Regions from separate parts of the Acanthopagrus latus genome. Here region 1 is linked to region 2. Evidence: chromatin contacts called from public Hi-C data. All regions are on one chromosome and are shown on one strand. Each heading gives the region's core, a stretch centred on a gene start, on an enhancer-like site or on the middle of the called end of the contact. The rest is flanking DNA. Distances are from core to core; before and after follow the strand shown. Region 1 holds the start of slc17a6b (vesicular glutamate transporter 2.1). Region 2 holds the start of lin7c (protein lin-7 homolog C).

Region 1 (7,063 bases), core at 3,809-6,308, 370 kb before region 2:
AGTTCACCTCAGCTCTGTGAGGCATTCTAGCATCTTTCAGCTCACTGTTTTGGTTTTATAGCCTGCAATGCAGCTGTTTCGATTCACCAGTCTGGTAGCATTGTTTCCGCCTGCAGCAGGCAGTTGTTCTCAACCTACTGTACATCATGACTGTAAGACGTGAAGTACCCCAAAAGTTACAGCAAGATGTTTTAAAGAAGAATTAGATAGATTGTTCTGACATTTCTGATCCTCTATTGTCTAAAACATGACTGAAAATTAATACTTTACTAATACTACATGTCAGCCATGTCAATGATATGTGGTTGTATTATATCAATGTTTAAAGAGGGTAAAAACTTAATTTCTGCAGATATTATAAGTCATTTATGGAAGTATGTTCTTCATCACTGGCCAGGAAAGTGTCACTTTTTATCTGAGGGAACACATTTAACAGTAGAACTTATATCACCTCCTAAGTTTGAGCTTCTGTTCTGTTCTGTGTTATTTCCTGATGTGTTCTGGTACCAGCGCATGTTGTTTAGTGATTAAGTTAATGAAACAGTGCTGATGGTACCCTTAGTTACCTGTTGTTCTGTACAGATACCGTGATTACCGTTACCCTCCCGGCCACGAGAATGAGTACGCTCACACCATGCAGTTCTGGCACATCCTGGCAGCCAAAATGGCTTTCATAATAATCATGGAGGTGAGAGAGCACACAGCTATTTCCCTTCTCGTTCCCGAAAGAGCAAACGCTTAGTATTAATGAAAAATGCTGATTGTTGTGGTCATTGTAATCGGTAATTCTTCCTCTGCAGCACGTGGTCTTCGTGGTGAAGTTCTTCGTGGCGTGGTTGATCCCGGACATCCCGTCAGACGTGAAGGCGCGGATCAAACGGGAGCGCTACCTGATACAAGGGGAACTGCATGACTACGAAGTGGAGCGGCTCAAAATGCAGCTGAGCGCCAGCTTCATCACGGAGCCACAGTCAGAAATGTCCTTGACGACGGACAAACACGAGGTGCTGTCCGAGTGCCTGTAGCTCCCTGCGTCACACCTCCGACTAACCAAGCCAGGGATGGATGCTGAGAACATCCACGTACAAGGGCTTCTGTCTTCGGGAGAGAAAATGAAGCTGTTATCTGCTCCGGCTGCATGGACTCCTATATTAGGGTCTGTGTTGAAAGCATGAGAAAAACGAGTCACTGCTTAAAATCAGCTTCATGAGCGAAGGAAAAAATCCTGTGCCATAAAAAGAAAATATATATATATATATATCAGAAGGTGCTGTGATGGAAAATAACAGCAGAAAGATTGTACCTGCAGCATTCCACGTGTGATGCCTTCAAACTCTCCTTTCATTATGGCTGAAAATGAGTCATCCCTGTACGTGCTGACAGAGTTAAAGATAGTGTTGTTGAACATGTGACATTAGGTGTAAGTACCCTTAAAAGAGTTGTTTATTATGATATCATCCATTGAGTTTTCTGCATGTGATTCTTCAGCTGTGATGTCTGACTGCTAACTGTGGTTAGAAAACTCATATCAGTTCAGCTGCAGATGTTGTTCGTCATGTGGGCTTTTTTTCTGTCATTTAACTATGAATGTAGAAAACACTCGCAGATTTTGAATATCTAGATATGAAACACATGTATATGTACTTACTCCTTTTATTAAAAGCATTTTCAAAAGGGTATCTACATAGCTGGGCTATAAGATTGGCAGTTTAGAAGAAGCTGTGCAAAAACTGTGCGTTTGAGAACCAAGTACCTCCATCATTCTGCGGTGGGATCAGAGAGTGTCGGCGGTGTTATTCCATGCGGCTGCAGGCTCACGTCTCATCCTCCAAAATGTTTCTCCAACTTGCTGTGGGACCAATTATACATTTTGTTTTTTATCAGAAGGAAAAGACAGATCCTCTGTTTCGATATAATCAGTTCGTGTGTGCGAGTTCAGGCCAATCATGAATCGCACACGGATAATAGACGGCCTGCGCGTCTGTTTCCGGATTCCACATCACTGCTGTCTCCGTATACTCCAGGCGTAAACAATCGCAAGCTTCATTTCAGAGAAAGCAGGACTGCCTGTACCCTGGTTGGAGATACGTGTGAGCAAGGGACTGAGTTAGAAGAATAACTCTAGCTGGTGACTAAGTTTTGCTGTAGATAGAGAAATATTGTTTCTTTTGTTTTCTATTCTGAAGGGTTTTAGTGCAATTAATTTATTGATCTGCTTCTGCTCTCTCTTGTGAAGCATGTGTGTCCAGAGCTACTTCATAGTCATCTTTTTTTTTATTATTATCAGTTTACTCGCATAACCTGACTTCTCTTTTTATACCAAGCAACACTTAATAAGTGACCATCAAGCAGTTTAAGTTTGGTCATTTCTAAAGTACATATTACGCTATGAATTACTACTTTCTAAGGGACCAGACAAGGAAAAAAAAACTTTGCTACTCGTTCTGCAGGAGACAAAGATTGCATTATATTCCTTCACAGTACAAAACTCATCCATCAGATGTCTTTTTGTAAACTCTAAAGACTAATATGCATTTACTCTTATCAGTGTTTTTATTGAAACCTCTTTGTTGTTAATGTAAATCTTGCATTTGTGATTCCAGTCAAAGACTAAGCCTGGCTTACTTCAATCTCAGGATTAAACATCTCCCCGTGTTTGTCAAGCAGTCTGCAGACGTCAGATGTGTGCAGCCGACCCCAACGGGTGCACGATGTATATCCCAACTAACTAATGCCTTAAACGTCTGTTTTTACATTTTGTATGATTTTCTAACAACAAAATTTCCAAACTGAATTCCGAATCTGTTTTGTATCATTTGTTGCTGCTGCTAGTCTCTGCAAAGTAGTTGCTCTTTCTGCTTTGACCCGCATGAATTCTAATGTAAAAAAAAAATGTCTGTCTGTTACATTCTAAGTTCACCGTAGCCTACTGTACAGAAACGCTGTTAATATTCACAAATAAATGAAGGAATAACAGTTTTGAGTGTGAGTGTTATTGGTTCATAGCCTGCGCAGCGGCACAAAAACACATGGCAGAGCCACAATGAATCTCTGATCTCTAATCCCTCTGATGGTTTGCTGTTTGTATACCAGGCATGTTTCCTCAGTCGGTGGCCAGATTGTCTTTGCTTTCCAGCCTAACCTGACACCTGTACCTCAACCGGTACCTGTGCCTGTCCTCCGACTTGCATCCCTCACCTCATAGCTACACTGATTCAAACTTCCCACCATGCCGGTAAACTTTAAATATCTGCATTTTTGTTTCAATAAATCACTGGACTCCTGTCATTCCTGTCAGATCCTGAAAAGGTCAAGAAACATGCCTTATAACCACCTTAAAGTTCCTCGATATGTTTTGGGACTAAGAAAAATACGCTGCCTTCGGATAATAATAAGGTTGGACAAACGAGGGGGAGAACACACGAGTTGTAGCTAAAAATAAGTTTGATATAGACAAACTAAATACAATGCAGCTAACGAAGGGGGAAGAGAGAGAGAACGACTGTCTGGCTCCGGCAGACCAGGTGAGCTGATTCTCCCTGATGACCTCACGCCACCCCTCACGCTTCAGCAGGGAGAGGCTTGATGACGAGGTCGACTGAAGAAAGTTCAATAAGCTTCTCACCAATTCTTAACAGCACATCGATTCATTTTTCCTCAGTGAAGAACTCACAATCCCCGAATATGTAAGTATCCGACTGATCACCAGGTGTCTCCAGAAGTCCATTTCTCGACATCCATTCTGTGGAGCGGTTTCTGTTTGAGTACCAAGGGGCCAGATTTGTACATTTCCTGTGTCTGAATTGTGAAGGTCACAGTTTAAATGTATTAAATACTTGCTTTTTAGTTTTTAAGTTTTAAAGTTTTATTAGTTCTGACAATTGAAATAGAATCATTGTGTACACAAAGGTGTGGGATAAAAACAGGAAAATGCTAATTTTCTTATGAGAGGAGGGCTGCCAGTCTGGCTCTCCTAAATTCCCTCTGGGCTCAAACTTTTTAATGAAATGAGTTTTTTCTGTGCCGATTGGTGAAATGAGCAAGGGGCCCCGATGGTTTAGTTAAAGGGGGCCACATTCTGCCTGCAGAAAAGGTCTGTCGAACAAACAACTTGTCCAAAATTTTCACGGAGACAAACCTCATGTCATGAAAGTGAGAACAGTCCTCTAGTCTCAAAATGTGTTCATTCACTCATCAACACACTTCCTTGAGCTTTAAGAGATATAAAACTCTGAACTCTTATATCAGACACGATTCAACAAAACAAACATGGGTGTAAAGAAGATAAATGACGAATATAACAAGCACAAATGAATCAGAATCAGCTCAGAATAATCACACATAGTGTAAAGAGAGCAGGGTGATGTACCACGTGTGACCACCAGGTGTCGCCCGACACCAACAAATGACAGGAGCACACGCTGATCTCTTTTCTCTTCTCTCTTTTGTCCTCTAACAACACACCTCACATCTCCACACCTGAAACTACTCATATCGCTATCATTATTATGATGTTATACTATTTTCAATTCTTATTAACTGGATTATATTAGTGGCTTTTAGCCTTTTATTTTTTGGGGGGCTTCAAAATCCTGTCTCAAGGTATCAGATGTGTCTTTGATTAAAATGTTAAATGTTGAAAAGAAAAATCCTTCCAGAATTGTGTTCACGCCTCTGTGGGGAAGATGTGGTGGGTGGGAGGGCGTTGGGTGGGGGGTGGAAATATGGGAGATGCTTAAATAATTGATGGATTCCTACGATGAGGAGGAGAGAGGAGCTCGTTGGAGGGGGAATCCACTCCTGCTCATTTGGTTTCCATAGCACCGCCCTCGGGAGACCTGCAGCTCTCATACTTGGGCTTCACTGCGCCTGGTTTTGTGTTTATTCCACACTTTTGAGCATTAATAAATAAATAAACACATGCAAACGAATACATTTTTTTAAAAAAAGATCACATAATTCAGACTACGACATAATGTAAAACCCTGTCCTCCCCTTTTCCTCCTCCTCCTTCATATGTTTTTATTAAACCACCAACAGAATCAGATTCGTGTGCGTATGTGTGTGTGTGTTTGTGTGTGTGTGTGTGTGTATTCTCATGTTTTATGTCGACTCCCGGCCTCCCAGTGAGTCGTGCGGAGCAGCTGGCCAGATGTTGCTGGACGCGGAGCTGCCGTCGCTGACCTCGGTGCTGAAACGCGACGTCAGATGAACCTGCGCTCACCACCACAGGAGACGCGATCCAGCCCCGCTCGATTCACCGAAGCCGCTCCAAACACACACACACACACGCACACACACTCACACACACACACACACACACAAAAACGCGCACTCCCGCTCCCTAAACTTTCAGGTTTGGGTTTTTTTCCCGTCCTGTTTATCCCCCTCCACTAATCCTTCCTATTCAATCGTCCTCTCTCTCTCTCTCTTTTTTTTTTTCTTCCTGCGCTGCTCCACGACGCCGGCCGTCGATTTCACCCCCTCCGCGTTAGTTTCCGTCGTGATGGCACTCGGCGCGGCTACTGTACGCCAGGCGGGAGATGAGCTGGGGGTGGACGAAGGCGCACAGCTCGTTTGAGTCTTTTATTTTTTCTACGCGGAGGTGTTTTCGTTTCCAGAATCTTTGATTGTGAAAAGTAGGCGCGGTTTTGTTTTGTTTTTTGATTTTTTTTTTTGTTGTTGTTAATTTATTATTATTTTTTTTCCTGGGACCGTCGCCTCCCCTGGACCGTAGATTCTGTCATAACTTGGTTTGTTGTTTTTCCTCTCAGCCGCTGCAGTCGGCCATCCTGCGCTGTGTAACATGAAGATCGAGCATTAAAGATAATCTCGAGAAACAAGGCCGACGCGTAGAAACTGGATATGGAGGCGGTGAAGATGAGAGCCACGGCGGGGGTGAAAGAATTTGCGGGGAAGGCCCTAGGTCATATGCACAGGTAAGGACACGCTTTATTTATTTATTTATCTATTTATGTGTTTGCCAATTGCCTCGTGTGGAAGTGTGACTGTGATGAATGGTCACCCGAAATTGAGCTACAACTTAAACAGGGATGATAGTCACGCCTCTGGATGGGAGAGGAAAATTATGCAATCAAATGTGTGTGTGTGTGTGTGTGTGTGTGTGTTGTCAGTCCGTCCTGATGCGGGGCCTGTGCGTGAATCTCATTAAACGGGACGTGCAGGCCCCCCACGCGCGTTTTTTTTTTTTTTTTTTTTTGAGGGGTGTGGGTTCATTCATAATTGATATAACGCATTGTATCATATTATCTTTAAAAGCAGTGACGCACGCGTCAGGGTGAACGTGCGGAATCAAATCAAACGCGTCGCCTCGAACATGGGGTTTCCTTGAGAGGTGGTGGTGATGGTGTCTGCACCTGCGATCGAATAAAGACGCATGTCTGCTATCTAGAGATGGATCCCTCGTGAATCTATCCGTCATGTGTTTTTGTGCGCAGTTATTTCCGATCTGAGAGAGAAATCCAATAAAAAAAAAAAGAAACAAAAAAGAAAAAACAAAACGAAAAACGAATGCGCATGTATCGCTGATGAGCTCAAGTTTGGTTTCCGATTATCCCCCCCCCCAAAAAAGAAACTGCAATCCATACATAAATATGTATTCATTGTATATATTTTTTAATTGGCTGCTGTTGAGCTGTTTGTTTGTTTGTTTGTTTGTTTTCTCAATTTGGATCATTTTTTTTGCACGCTGGATTTGGACACTCTGTTGTAGCTGTGGCTCTCCTGGAGGGGTCCGAGGAATGCCCACAGACGTGTTTCTGTCTGGAGGCTGGAGATGCTGCTCGGTCCCGTGAATGCTAATGAGTGTGAAAGCGAGCTGGGCTGCTGCTGCAATGCGGTACAGTCAGGGACACCAGCTCCACGGGTCCCACTGAATTATTACGTTCTTATCTTTTCCTCTCAAGAGGAAAACCAGGTGGATACATGTGTTTAAAAGGTGATGCCCATAATGTCTCACAGCTAGATGTGACGCTCCTTCAGCCTGACAGAGAGACTGATCTCCAGTGTGGAGGCCTCACACGTGTACAGATGGTTGGTTCTG
Region 2 (7,347 bases), core at 4,619-7,118:
GTTTTAATTGGTGAGAGGAAAAATACCCCCCCCCCGCAAACACATACAAGCCAGCCCCTCCCCATGCCCTCCCTCTAACACACACACTCGCACACTCTGGAGGAGCAACGTCACTGAGCTTGGGGAATGAGTGGCTCATTAAGAAGAAGGATGTGATATTCTGAATAGAGACTGTGAGACTCCCAGCACGTCTATTTTTAGCTGCGATATCTCCATGGCAGTCACCGCGGCATTGGTTAATTGCAGCCGCGGCCCCAGATACCAATTAAGAATGAAACAAATGCTTTTAAGGTGGGGTCTCGCTCCTCCCCGCTGTAAAGATCCTCGTGTCCGTCCTGAGTGGAGGCAGCGGCGCGTTCGCTCGCCGCGTTTTCCCCCCTTTATCAAGTCGGGACATGCAGAGTGCAGTCAAAGCCTCAGCCGGGCTATTTTTAAATGAGCCCCTGTGGAAGGCTAGATCTAGATTTTCTTTTCATTATGGTTGCTTTCATATCTCCGGCCGTCGGATGTCAACCTATGAATTGATTTGCTTGTGAGCTTCTCAAAGGTAAGGGATGCGTATGTGCTCAAGGATGTATGTGTGCACACCTGACGGGTTTTCTCTCCCCCCCCCCACCCTTGCCCGTGCTTCGCTTATCCTGTGACTTGCTCTCCAGATTGGTACCGTGCAGTGCAGGGAGGATGACACATCTTTCTGTCATTCGGCTTCCTCATGACATCCTGTTAGTTCATCCTGCAAGCGCTCTCGCCGTCCACCTGCTGAAAAAAACAAACAGTGTCCCTTCAGCGAGCTCCTGATTCCAGTTCGTGAATACAAGGCTCAGCGTCAGACCTGTCGTACAGCACCGACCAGTTTTTGAAATGATGATGATGATAATAATAATACTGCAGCGGCAGTGTTTGTCAGAGCTGACACAACATTTCCCACACAGTCAGTCAGCAGCCGTGGCTTTTGTTCTGAGGTAATCTCATAGAGGGAAAGATAATACATGAGCTCTTCAAACAAACAGAACAAACAAAACCATGTCCGTATGTAAACGGACACGCAGCCTTTTCTAAATCATGCCACTTCTCGGTTGACCGTCACATGGCTGGATCCCCAAAGGCGTCCACAAAATTTAGCAACTACTCGCCATGATAAACATGAAATGTAAGGGTGGGAAAAACCAGTCAGTCCTTTATAAAGTTCCAAAAATTGGGGAAGGTAGGAGCTGTCAATACTGACGACAGCGCAATGATTCAGCCGGCGCGGGATGGTAACGGCTTTGATTATTGTAGAGCTACACGTCACTTGCACGCTCTAGAAATAAACCGAACACTTAACATGCAGGTACAAAAAAAAACAAAAAAAACCAGCTCATTAATAATAGCAAGCCTGTAAGGATGTAGTGACATCTATTTGTGTAATCGTATCTTTTGTAATAAGCGATCTCTCTGATGCTCGGCACAGCTCTTGTCCAAGGCTGCCAACGAATGAAAATCGAAGCCAGACCTCACATAGGAGCGGAATGATTAGAGTTTGCAAACAATTTGAAAACACTGATGACACGGCGCCAAATATCAAAAACATTTCTGTGATTATTCCAAAGCTACTGGCTCCCTTTTTGGCTCCCAAAGAAAGAGTGGAGGGTGTGAATAAGAGGGAGGGCTTACATGGTGCATTATGGATCAAGAATACGCTAACTTCATTGAAAATGCCCTTTGACTAACCGGCTTGTTCTCTCTCTCTCTCTCTCTCTCTCTCTCTCTCTCTCTCTCTCTCCCCCCTCCTCCCCTTTTGTTTTGTCTCTCTCCCCCCTTCAGTTCCACCAGGTTAGAAGAGTGATGACCATCCTGTTCCTTACTATGGTTATTTCATACTTCAGTTGCATGAGAGCTGCGCCCCTGAGAGACGCCCCGGGCATGCGGGGCCATCGGACGGAAGGCTACTTGGGCGCCGCTGTGACGGCCGCACGAGGCCACGGGACTCCACAGAGTGGTGGTGGGCCAGGCCAGCGCGGGGAACTGCCCTCACTCACAGACACGTTTGAGCAGGTGATAGAGGAGCTGCTGGAGGTGGAGGGGGAGGCGGCACAGCTGGGACAGGGGGCTGATAAGAGCCAGGGAGGTGGGGGCCCACCCTCTGTGGTCACCGCAGAGGCCAAGGATGTCGACCTGTACGACTCGCGGGTGATGATCAGCAACCAAGTGCCTTTGGAGCCGCCGTTGCTCTTTCTCCTGGAGGAATACAAAAACTATCTGGATGCCGCCAACATGTCCATGAGGGTGCGGCGACACTCCGATCCCTCGCGGCGCGGAGAGCTCAGTGTGTGTGACAGTATTAGCCAGTGGGTGACAGCTGTGGATAAAAAGACGGCAATAGACATGTCTGGGCAGACAGTTACCGTCATGGAAAAGGTCCCTGTCCCCAATGGCCAACTGAAGCAATACTTTTATGAGACCAAATGCAACCCCATGGGGTACACAAAGGAGGGCTGCAGAGGAATAGACAAGCGGCATTATAATTCCCAATGCAGGACAACCCAGTCCTACGTGCGAGCGCTTACCATGGATAGCAAAAAGAAGATCGGCTGGCGGTTTATAAGGATAGACACTTCATGTGTATGCACATTGACCATTAAAAGAGGGAGATAGTGTATAAAATGTATAGATTTTATTGAAGAGTTTAAAAAAGAGAATAAAGAGAAAATATCTATTTGTATATATACATAACAGGGTAAATTATTCCGTCAAATGAAAATTTTATGGACTGCATGTAAAAAAAGATGAAGTTTATACAGTAAAAGTGATACTACAGTCTATTTATTGAACATATTCATGACCTTGTAAACAATTAAAAAAAATCTGATCAGTCATTTGCGCCCAGTTTAAATTACTATATCACATTCCTCAAGACATTGTGATTTGTTTACGTTGCCAAGAATTAGAAAATGAAGGAAGAAAAAAAAGAAGAAGAAAACAGGCAAGGAAAGAGAGAGGACAGTTCCATCTTCAAAAGCTTGCATGCTGCTTCAATTGTGAATCGAGAAATTCTCCACTTACAAAAAAGGATATGATGCTGACCAAAAAAAAAAAAAAACATTCCGTTTACATATTCAGCAGAAAACAACTTTCCTCTCAAGTAATTTATCTGTTTACTGTTCTAAACTTCTCAAGGTAATGTTGGAATTACATACTATGTCAAGGTGCTGTTGTCAAAGCTTTGCTGTTTATTTTTTTATCCCCACCAGAGGACAAGATATATATAAAAAAAAAAATCTATATATATATATATATATAAAATTTATTCATTGACATGTTTCTGGGTTAATATTATTCATTTTGTATGTTGTGAAGTTGTTTGCAATATTAAACTGAAATATTTGAAGAAATAAAAATGACTATAGGCAACTGAAAAACCAAAATCAATGTCGGTAAAGTTTTAACAGTGCATTTCCAGGCAGGATAAACTTTATTATACAGGCAGGTAGGCAGGGAGGGAGGAAGGCGGGTACATTCACACACACACACACACACACACACACACACACACACACACACACACACACACACACACACACACACACACACATGCATACCCACACACACATGCATACCCACAAACATTGCCAAAAATTTTCAATATTGAACAACCATGATGATTAGCAATGAATGCAGTTATCTAACCTTGTCAGGCTGCAAGAAGATGATGCATTTCCAGTTGCAGCAGATGGGTGATACATGGTGGCAGTCTTACGGGTGGGGAAGGAGGCATATTCTTCAGATTTTGGCATTACCTGAACCACTTCCTTGCATTACTGAAACACAAACCTGCTGTCTGTCCTTTGATACTTTGGCATTTCTACACAGATCTTCACAGATTCACTCCAGCTTCACACGTGATATTTCACAATAAAAGCGCCTACACGTACAAGAGTAGACTAGCACAAGGCGGCCGTGGTTGTTCATGAGGCATGCCTGAGTTTGACACTGATGGATTCACCCACCCGTACGTTTGTGTACAATACACCCAACTTCTCAGTGCACTGTAATCCCACCTTCAAATCTTTCTCTTCTTTATGCAGTCGTACATTCTGTCATCAGAAAGAAACGTTTTGGTGTCAACATTCCCACCAGCAGACATGAACTCAGTGCATTACATAGTGACAACACCTTGCTTGCCAAGTTTAGATGCCACAGTTTAAGGTCGTAGCAGGATCACAATAAAACATGTGCACGCTGTCATCTTAATATCACGGAACATTTGCAGATTTACCCGTAATATAACGTCTTTCAGAAAGAGAAGACACTTCATCGGAACTTCACTGATATCTCATTTTGGTTCTACACTTGATCCCAACCACCTCATTTTACTTCCTCGTCATCAGCCAAAGGATAAGTGTGACTTCTGAAGAGAACCGGATGTGCCATTTCGAGATTTGGGGGGTGGAACAAAACCAACAAATGGCTGAGAAGAGAAGTCTAATGAACAGATGAAAGATGTTCCACTTTCTTCTTTACTCTTCAGAGGAGGCTGGTGAAGACGCTGTAAGTTATTTTTCTTTTACGGAAAAACAAATAGAGAGGGTCTTTAAGAGCGCCATCAGAGAGAAATTACAAGCAAACAAAAGGCAATGAATTTTCTTTTAAGAATTCAAGTTATTCCAGAAATTCGGACATTCTATTATCCTATGGGAAGAGAAGCAGCCGCTATGCCTTGCTCTTTATAGAAAATCCACCTTAAGAAAGAAGTGGTATGATACATTAAGATGTGTTCAACATGTCTGAGCACTAACACATCCTCAGCACTTAAGATAATGAATCAAACCCTCTCTCCTGGACTTGAGATGAGGTATTCTGTGCTGCACTATTTATCATGAGTAGAAGCTTCAGGCTATTTTTGTTTAACAAAGCACAAGAAATCCACCTCACGCATCCGGATCACTCAGTAATGCACAAAGTGGCTCTGAAATCACCAGCTGTCTTCAAGCCAAGTTGATATTTGCAGCTAAAGGCAAACCTACATTATCTTTTGTGGTCATAGATAATGCATGCAAACTGGTCTTACAGTGCGATGTAGGATTTCTATGAGTGAGATCTGTGGCTGTAGCATGAGGACAAAAAGAAAGGTGGGGGGGGGGAAATCAACATTTTTAAACAATGAATCGATAAAAAGGACAAAATGTGCTGCTTTGGGTGCTAAATTCAAGTCTGCTTTGCTTCTGGTCACGCCTCATTTTCGTGACGTCAGAGCAGGTGTATTACATCAGCTGTCAGAGGCAGACGCTTTGTGTTTCATTACCATCTGGGGTGTGGTCAGAAATGAATCATGCTTGAAAGTTTCAGCCCGCAGAGAGCAGTGCAGCAGCAGTTTTCTGCAGACTTGTCTGCTGGAGCCTCAACATGTGCTGCAGTAAACCAGTAGAGGGCAACAGAGAGCGGGAGAGAGAGAGAGTTCCTCCAGAGTGTCAGCGAAGAAGTCACAGAAGCTTCTGGCTGGTCCCTGGCTAGGTAAAGGTCCATGGATTACGGTCAACAGGACATTATTTGCATATGTGTAACAAGTCCTTGTGCAATAAGCATCAATGAATGCGATCAGTGCGGCTGATTAATGAATAACACAGTAATGCACAGATGTGCACTGATTCTGCTGACTGTGTGTTCATTAAGTTATAATGTGAAAGTGGGAACATTCAGCACAGAAGGCACATTTCAACAAAATATCTGGTAATTTATGGGTTACTTGGAAATGCATGATATATACAAAATGGTAAAAAGCACTGAATAGTTACAGAGGAGGCCTTCAGTGTTGTCCCACGATCAACCATTAACAACAGATTACGAGACGCTTGGTGGTCGGTGGCTCATCTACTTTACGAGAATCACGTGAACGCACCATGACACTGGCAGCTAGCCTAGCCGGCTAACTTGGCTAATCTGATTTATCGTCTCGGTTAAGCGCACGTAACGCTAGCACCGGATTACCAAATTCAGTTTTCCATATCTAGCGTTTAACGCAGTTTCTGTCTGACATTTACTAGCCGCCCATTTCAGGAATGGCATCGCTTGGGGAGCCTGTTCGGCTGGAAAGAGGTAAAGTTAATAGGCTAGCGTTAGCTTAGAAATATTTGTTGTGATACCAGGGAGACATTAACCTAGCTCAGCTAGCGTGAGCCAAACTGAGCTGCTGAATGTTTTTAACAGCATACCTTCTTGTTTAGTGGGCTAACAATGCACAAATTATATTTTGCGGATAGATAATGTGAATGACTTTGACCCTTTTGTCTGTATCCGTGGCACAGAGATGAATTAACGATAGTTCTTTCACGTCTACATTGTATTTCTCTTGGAATAAGCTAACTAGCTAATACAAGTAACAACATACAGTGATGGGTAAATCCAGCTTTTTTGTCAAATGTTCAACGTATGTTTGTATAAACAATTGAGGCTTTAATTCACTTTAATAGCGGCTTCATCACCAATAGCACCAATGCTGATACAGAGGAGATATTTGTTGCCGATTTTAATTCGGGCTTTGACTTCCTTTGAACAGGATGCTTAGCTCCTGCTGTGACTGTTAATACACAGTGGATATTACATAAGACCCATCTATGTAATGTTAATATGGGCAAGTAAATATATACATGAAACATTCTCTTCTTTATTGAGTATACTGAAATTTTGAATGCCGTTTAAAAGCCCTTATAAGCAGCAGTTGGCAGAGATTAGCACAGTAGTGAGCCCTCCGTGTAAGAACGAAATTAACTCAAAATGCAAAAACTGGAGGAAAATGGCTCACAAAAGTTTTTGCCATTTTCCACCAATTTCTTTGGTTGTTATGTCTTTTTGACATAACAGATAATGATGGTGACTAATGCAATTGCACGTAAAACATGAAGTTAATGATATGCTAACACTGAACTGTACTGAAGGTGATGTATGTGATTCAACACAATATGTCGCACTGATTCAGATGTCTTCATATTTCTTATTAATATGGGAGATAAATAGTGCAGTAAGCCAAGACAAGCATACCCACAGGGACAAAGTATGTATAATCAAAACAAGTCTAGGTCAATTAAATCTCAGACTAATACATGTTAAATGGCAGAAATTTGATTACAATTTTAACAACTAGTTTGTTATTTAAGACTTTTTTTGTGGTAACACTAAGAGTTTGTTTAACTAGTTCATATATTCTTGATTTTAGTTTCAGATCGGCGCTGATCGAGTACTGTCTTTCATACGGGGAACAGTCATTGCCTATGTGAATGCTTCCACTTGCAGCTATCAGTAAAACTCCTGGAGATGTATTTGTTCTTTTGACAGATATTAATCGTGCTGTTGAACTGCTTGATAAACTCCAGA

Evidence for each region. A called contact is a pair of places that touch in the nucleus more often than the background predicts.
Region 1: a contact with region 2 is called in a Hi-C map of muscle, with 4 times the contacts expected there. The contact joins the promoter of slc17a6b here to the promoter of lin7c in region 2. A contact is called at or near these places in 3 of 4 Hi-C or Micro-C datasets (liver and muscle).

Annotation. Positions count from the first base shown.
Region 1 is chr4:19,019,258-19,026,320 of fAcaLat1.1, reverse strand. slc17a6b (vesicular glutamate transporter 2.1) reads left to right here and starts at 5,058. Exons shown (of 12, transcript XM_037095168.1): 1 at 5,058-5,939. The coding sequence starts at 5,866. ano5b (anoctamin-5b) reads left to right here. Exons shown (of 20, transcript XM_037095166.1): 19 at 583-688; 20 at 801-2,976. The coding sequence ends at 1,025.
Region 2 is chr4:18,646,499-18,653,845 of fAcaLat1.1, reverse strand. It overlaps lin7c (protein lin-7 homolog C), which reads left to right and starts at 5,868. Exons shown (of 5, transcript XM_037095611.1): 1 at 5,868-6,072; 2 at 7,309-7,347. The coding sequence starts at 6,036. It overlaps bdnf (brain-derived neurotrophic factor), which reads left to right. Exons shown (of 2, transcript XM_037094321.1): 2 at 1,804-3,350. The coding sequence ends at 2,634.